Regions from separate parts of the Mus musculus genome. Here region 2 is linked to region 1. The links are chromatin contacts, called in public Hi-C maps. All regions are on one chromosome and are shown on one strand. Each heading gives the region's core, a stretch centred on a gene start, on an enhancer-like site or on the middle of the called end of the contact. The rest is flanking DNA. Distances are from core to core; before and after follow the strand shown.

Evidence for each region. Hi-C and Micro-C count contacts between places; a contact is called where the count stands out from the background.
Region 2: a contact with region 1 is called in a Hi-C map of embryonic fibroblasts, with 2.7 times the contacts expected there. The contact joins two enhancer-like sites. A contact is called at or near these places in 2 of 39 promoter capture datasets (the C10 cell line and cranial neural crest), 2 of 484 Hi-C or Micro-C datasets (CD4 T cells and embryonic fibroblasts) and 1 of 115 datasets of contacts at active chromatin or transcription factors (cardiomyocytes).

The regions. Positions count from the first base shown.
Region 1 is chr12:16,168,914-16,172,251 of GRCm38.p6, forward strand. No RefSeq gene overlaps it. Among named protein-coding and RNA genes, the nearest start is that of Gm48606, 62 kb to the right of the region's middle. Within about 2 kb of position 1,483, at least 43 of the 459 cell types and tissues checked have an H3K27ac peak or open chromatin away from gene starts, as enhancers often do.
Region 2 is chr12:15,928,942-15,932,518 of GRCm38.p6, forward strand. No RefSeq gene overlaps it. Among named protein-coding and RNA genes, the nearest start is that of Gm46335, 34 kb to the left of the region's middle. Within about 2 kb of position 1,415, at least 9 of the 459 cell types and tissues checked have an H3K27ac peak or open chromatin away from gene starts, as enhancers often do.

The DNA of each region.
Region 1 (3,338 bases), core at 233-2,732:
CAGTAATGATCATCTTCTGCCTTGTATAATACTCATCTATACATACATATTACTTTTTCTAATAGACTCTAAGTCCCCCTCCCCAGATTAGTATTTATATTCATTTTAACCCTCTGAAGGCCTCGTCTTTCATTTGGCCTCGTTTGTAATTCAATAAGAGGAAATGAATGAATGAATGAATGAATGAATGAATGAATGACTCTCTGACTTTAATTATTATAGGAAAATAGGTCCAACGCAAGCACACATCAGCTCCAAGTCATGGGAGGAAGATTAGACGGTAGGTAAAGGATTAAGAGCAGATTTAATCTTCTTATAGCCTAAGGGTGGCTTTGCACTCTGGGATCACAGTAAGCAGGCATCACCCAAGCCTGTACCTTCCTGATAGTTCTTGCTCCGGCTCTGAGCCTGCTCCTCCATGCACTGTGGGTGGCTGGAGCTAAGTGGGAACTTGCCAGTTTTGTGTAAGAGGATATGGCTGTGTGCAGGTATCTCAAAAGTGCTGGCCCATTCTGCTTCATTTTCAACTCACAGCTCCTCGTTGGTCCCTCCAGTTTCACATGTACAGTTGTTCACCTTTAGAGGCCATCTTCTCTGTAAAGGAACATGCTCCAACAATCCTAATGACACATTAAGCCCTGAGTGCTTGTCAAGTTCAAGGTGTTTACTATTGCTGCTGCTGCTGCTGGTGTTTGCTTGCTTTCTTGTTTTGAGAAAGGGTGTCATATACACCAGACTGGTCTTGAACTTGCTGTGTCTGAGAATCCAGTCCTCCTGCCTTTATCTCTGAAGTCGTGGGATAATGAGAATGAACTCTTTTGCTCTGTTTATGTGTTTTTGAAAATTGAACCCAGAACTTTGCCCATACCAAGCAAACATTCTGCCAACTGAGGAATGTCCTCTCCTCTCATTGTGGTATTTTAATGTTTATTTCTTGGAAAAAAAAGATTCTCTTCACCGTGGTTATTTAAAACTTCTCCTGCTTACGTTACTCAGGTCTCCTCCAACATCAACAAATAAAGGCACAGGACTGACAGAGATACTGTGTCTTTTAGGACAGATTCCAGGACCATCCTGCCATCCAAGGTTTCCCCGTGTCAGAAAGATAGAGTTCAACTTCTCTTATGTAAGCAAAGTAGAATTCTAGTCTGTGATAGGCTACGTCTATACTGAAACCAGTGGTCCATAGAGTCTGTAAGTCTGTAAGTACTGTGTACCCTCCCATTCCTCAGGTCCAGAGAGGCAACACTAAGAAATATTTGTTTCCTTAATACCACTGAACATCTTTCTTCCACATGATGTCACATCCTGTTCTATATTACATCACATCCTGTATGTATATGCATGTTTCCCACACTAACTTCATTCCTGCTCTTGAATGAATAATAGCTTGATTTGACTTGTGTGTCTAATTGCTTCCTTTGAATCACTAAGGAAACCGAAGCACAGAGATGTCATAAGACAAACACGAAACCACAAAGGTCAGACTGCTTGTCACTAACCAACCCCAACCAGCTCTATTGCAAAGGCTTAAGAGTTACTCTACACTGATCTCGGGAAGGTAGAAGGGCAGGGCTGGTTCCTAGTAACCAGCTCCTGCAGCCTGGGAGGTATTTTGGTTCCATCTTTATCAATAAATCAGATAGGATCTGAGGTGATGTTTATATGTCCTTACAAGTCAGACTGATTTGGCAGAGACAGGAGAAGGAGTATGGGAAAACTATCATTGCATGGGAAATTCAGTAAAGGGGTAGATATGTCTCTCTGTCTAGTGTTTTCTGAGGCTCATGTCCAACTCCAGTGTTCCAGCTAAGTGCCTATGTTCATTTGGCTCAATTCTTTTTTTTTTCTTTCCATCTGCAAAAGGTGAATAAAGATTCTCACTCACTTTTCAAACTTGTTGGAGAAATTCTGAATAAGGTGAGGAAAATGAACAGTGTTCTCCAGACCCAAACAAAATAACAGTGCAAACTACAGGGTTCTGCCCCACCCACTCACTGATGACTTTGTAACAAACAAATCTGCAAAGTGTGTATGCATCACCACCCCCAATTTATGAACACATAAACTGACTTTCTCAGAGCTTGTGTGATCTAAGCATGGTGTCATGGCCAGCGCCTAATGCAAGAATTAAAATTCAGGGTACGGGTGCATAGCTTAGGATCCCCATGTTAGAACCATGCTTATGTCAATAGGTCTTCTCCTAATGGCATCTAGGAATCATTGTGGTTTCAAAGGAAGAACGGACACTACAGAAAGGCTCTAGAATTAAAGAAAAGTGTTCAGGGGTCCCTACTCTTGTTCTCTACTGATGGGTCACCAGCAAGGCTTGCCACCTCCCTACACTCACTCCTGATCCCTCTGCCACCAAAGCCACCTGGAACAACACACAAATGAAAGGTGTGAATTCCTGTTGCTAAGCCAATGGGCACTGCTGGAGTCATCCAAACAAATGTGCTGTCCTCTGTCTGGGAATCCTTTCTGGCTTGTGTCTTCCCACCTTCCTCATACTTCTTGAATATAGCTCAGGCATCTCTGCTTCTTCACATATGATTCTTGTACCACCTATGTTTGCACTTAGCACAGCACTCTCCTGTTACAAGCCATTTATTTTTGTTTTCCCCCCCTCTATGGAGACTGCTTCACACTCCTAATTACATGTGCAGTGCCCATGTAAAAGCAAGGCCCAAGCCAACCTTTTTCTGGAATAGGTTAACAGGTGTGTAAACTTATATACCCTGCACAACCTCATGATTTCACAGCCATTCCATCCCTGGGTCTTTTATCACATCAGAGTTCAGCAGGTCAAGATGTTTTGTAACTTCTAGATCCCAAAAGCTGTGGGAACTGCCTGAGTTCATATCGCCCAGTGACTCATGTTTACCCTAAGTTTCACTTTGAATTTCAGGTTCAAAGAAAAAAAACAGTGTTTCCTGGATACCTTAGACCTCAATGAAGATTCAATTACGCACATTTGGGTCATTCCTTCTTTTTTCTAAAGCTTTTCTCAATCTGCCTGCCTTTCTCAAGCCCGACATCTACAGTGGCGTCTCATGGGCTGTAGTCAGTTCTGTAGATAACAAAACAACCTCCCAGCTCCCTGACAGCTTCTCACTCTCCGTCCCCACTGATGACGCTTTGCAAAGCTCATTTTAAACTATTTCAGAAAGACATAGGCAAACAAGGAGAAATCCATTAAGGCTTCCCTCTTCTTTTTTTTTAAAGCTATTTCATCAATTGTACATTTTCTACCAAAAAATCTTGGTATAATGGCAGCTTCTCATTTATTCAACAGATATCCACAGAGTGTCAAAATACCATGGGCATTGTTATGAGGA
Region 2 (3,577 bases), core at 165-2,664, 240 kb before region 1:
AGATGGACAGCAAGCCAGCAGGAGCTAGAATATCACAGGACAGATTTTCCCCCCTTTACAGTCCTATACAAGCAGCTAACCTCATTGAAAACTTGGTGCTAGACTTTAGACTTCTAGAACGGTGAGATGATATTCTTTAGATATCAGCTCCAGCCCTTTATGAAGCCCTGCAAACTGGCATGTCATCTGTGTACATTTAAGGTCTCTTTGATCAGAGAGTTTCAGAAAAGACGGAGGAGCAGTGAGAAAAGAACCAGCACTGGTTGGATACCTACTATGTTCCCAGTCCCCTGTGAAGTAAGATAAGAAGAGTCCGTGACAACTTAAGAGCCAGGAGAGGTTTTCCTGCTGATTAAACAAACTCTATCTAATTACAGATGAGTCAACTTAAGGGAAGGTCATAGCTAGAAAAGGAGTCATGCACAATCAGACAGACAGGCAAAAGGAAAGGGAACCATTTCTAAGTGTAGTATATGTTTTCAGTGGAGGAGAAATTACTTCTTCTTGGGGTTAGAAAGTTTGTCTAAAGAATGCATAAGTTCATGCACAGACTGTCACTGACTGGGTGACTTAGACACAAGATGTCTATTTTCTTACAGTTCTGGAGGGCAGAAGTGCAAGGGGGAGGAGCCAGGGGCTTGCTTTCACCTGACATTTCTCCATAGCTGTTTCATCAGAGCTCTCCATGGCCATTCTCCTGTGAACACACATGCCTGGTATTGCCTTGTGTTCTGAGCTTTCTTCTATGTGTCTACAATTTCTTTCCTTAAAAGAACATCAATCCTGGGATTGGATCCAACAAGAATGACTTCATTTTTCTCTCAATTGCCTCTTAAAAGGTCCCGTCTCCAACTACACTCACAGTCTGGGACACTGGAGATTAGGGCATCAGGAAGTCTTTTGTAATACTCAATTCAACCTCTACACAAGGGGACCAGGACAGACTCCAGGAAAAGAGGTAAGTGGTCTTTATAGGGGAGACAAGGTTGAAAGGTATGTACTGTGTCAAAGAGCAGTAACTGCCCAAATGGCCCTACCATAGACACTCTGCCATTATCTACCATTGACAGATTTAATCTATCTGCTTGCCTGACTTTCTGTAAACTGATAGAGTTCCATCTCCAGGCTAAGTGTATGAATGTACCTGAGAGCTTTAGGCTTTGCTGGTGTGTGTGTGTGTGTGTGTGTGTGTGTGTGTGTGTGTGTGTGTGTGCCTGATGTGTGTGTGATATGTGTGTGGTGCCTGATGTGTGTAGACAGTAGGTATTCAAGAGTTTCTACCCTCACCGTTTAGAACCTACTGGAGCAACTTTTCATTAAAGGCAAACAGTTTTCTTCAAACTACTTAGATGAATAAGAAGGAAAGTAAAACAGGTGCTTTCTGTGTCACCAAAGGTAAGAAACACACAGGAAGGAAAAGTAACGATCAAAGCTATTCACAGGGACTACCGAGAAGGTGATCATTTCTCATCACTTGATCCAAAGACTAGGGTGATTGAACATGAGATTATCAACCTTAAAAGTAGATCTAAGGATTTTTCACCTGTAAGATAGGCATAACAATGCTAATCAAGACCCTTATCTCATGTGGTACATAGGAACATTGGGTCAGGACAGCAATGTCACCCAATCAAAGTTAGCTTCCCCCTGTCTACTCAAAGCATTATAGCTGGTCATGAAGTGGTCACAAATGTGTAGCCAAGGAATAAATTATCAGTGTCCTTTAGAGCTTATACATGCAAAGATATAAACTGTAGTTTTATTCACCATAGTTAAAAGCATAGAGCTGGGCACTGGGTGACAGCAGAGGCAAGAACCAGTACAAACCAGATGCTTTTGGCTTTGGATTCTTCACAAAATTAGTTTTTAAAAGGTTTTACAGGAGAAATACGAGTCAGGAAATCAAAGAAAAACAACTCTGGAGATCCTTCCACCTCCTCTTGGGTAACCATAAACAGCCACCCAGGCCATGGGGACAAATTACATGTATCTTGGACACTGGCTAAAGTCAGGCATGGGACAACTCTGACCAGGACATAACTGACTGATTCTGGGCTGACACTCTCCATCATACACTGGCCAGAAGTAACCAAAAAGCCAGGAGGAAGCAGCACTCCCCACCACAAGCAGCACACACAAGTTTTATACATACATGTGTGCCCTTTGGGTTTGTGAAGTAAGGTTCATTGTAATGGCCCTCGGCCTAACTAGCTTGCTAGTACAAGAGAAGTTGATGTCATTTGGTGTGTCTTTAAAGAGAAATGTCAAAGTCACCAGAAAGCTATAACTGGTGTCGTTGGACTTTGCACAGGATAGTGGCTGGAAAGATTTCAGGAGCTAATTATGGAAAATAGGAATGGTAAAAGATCACCCACAATTCCTTCCTACAGCTCTGAGAGGAGATTGGCTTACCTAATTTCACACAAAGAACTTGAACCTGGGCTGAGATTCTCCTGGTCTCCAATGTCTACCTCAGTGATTTCTCAGCATGTTCCAGGTTCCATATTTTCCCTCTTCACCTTGACTCAGTAGGTCCCCTACCTAGGTGGCCTCTCCTCTGCTATGTTTCTATGCTACCGTAACCTCTATCTAGTTCTAACAGTCACAGAACTATTTTCCGAGCTTGCACTTACTCCCAATTGATAAAGATTAGGTTTTCTCCCTCTCCAGGTTTAGTGTTCGTGGTCCCACAACTATGGCCCTACCCAACTGGAAGGCAAAGATTGAAGGGCTAGGGTCTAGCATGCAGCAACTGGCACACAATGAGTTCAGTGGCTGGTGGCTCCTTAGTGTTGGTGTAGATTCTGGGAGTAAAGGACCAAGTGGAGGGCCACTTGCCAGAGATCCTTTTGGACCTTAGGATTGTCCTGGTCGGCAAAAATTTGTGAGGTCATCGTACTTCCAAAGGAAATGAATTCTTCTTCAACATTAATACAAAGCAATTCACAGAGCCCAGCATATGATTCTCCTTAAGATCTGAAAGTTGTTTTCCATGGGGGGATGCTGGTCTCCTGTGATCTTCCAGGGGAAGTCAGTTCCCTGTGTAGGCTTCCTTTATCCACTGTGGCTGTTTTAAGCTTCTCATGTGGGATCCTATGAAATTCCCCAAAGGACTTCATCGATTTCCCATGACCTTGCTGTTGTAAAGCCACTAATTCCTCTTTTTAAGAGTGTTCTCTGAGTTAGAAAACCCCAGGAGTTGGTACCTTAGGTTGAATTACCATATACTAGACCGACATAAATGACTGCGAGAACGGGACACTGAGATGGGATAGGAAAAAAAAGGTCATTGAAACTAAGAGAGGTAAGAGAGAAAGGTGACACCCTGTGACTCATCCTCTCTACCTTGTGACCGAGCCAAAGAGGTCTATGGAAAAATAAGAGAGTGTTCCACTCCAGTGACTTCCAAATCTGCCAGGATGTTAGATTCATCTGTGGAGATTTTTTTAAATGCATAAATACATGGAACTTATACACCATGAGCTAGATGTTTAAGGACAAGTCACAGACATTGTGATTTATTAAAACTTCCCTGGCAAACCTAATATTTAGGCCAATGAGAGAACTATTCAAGTGA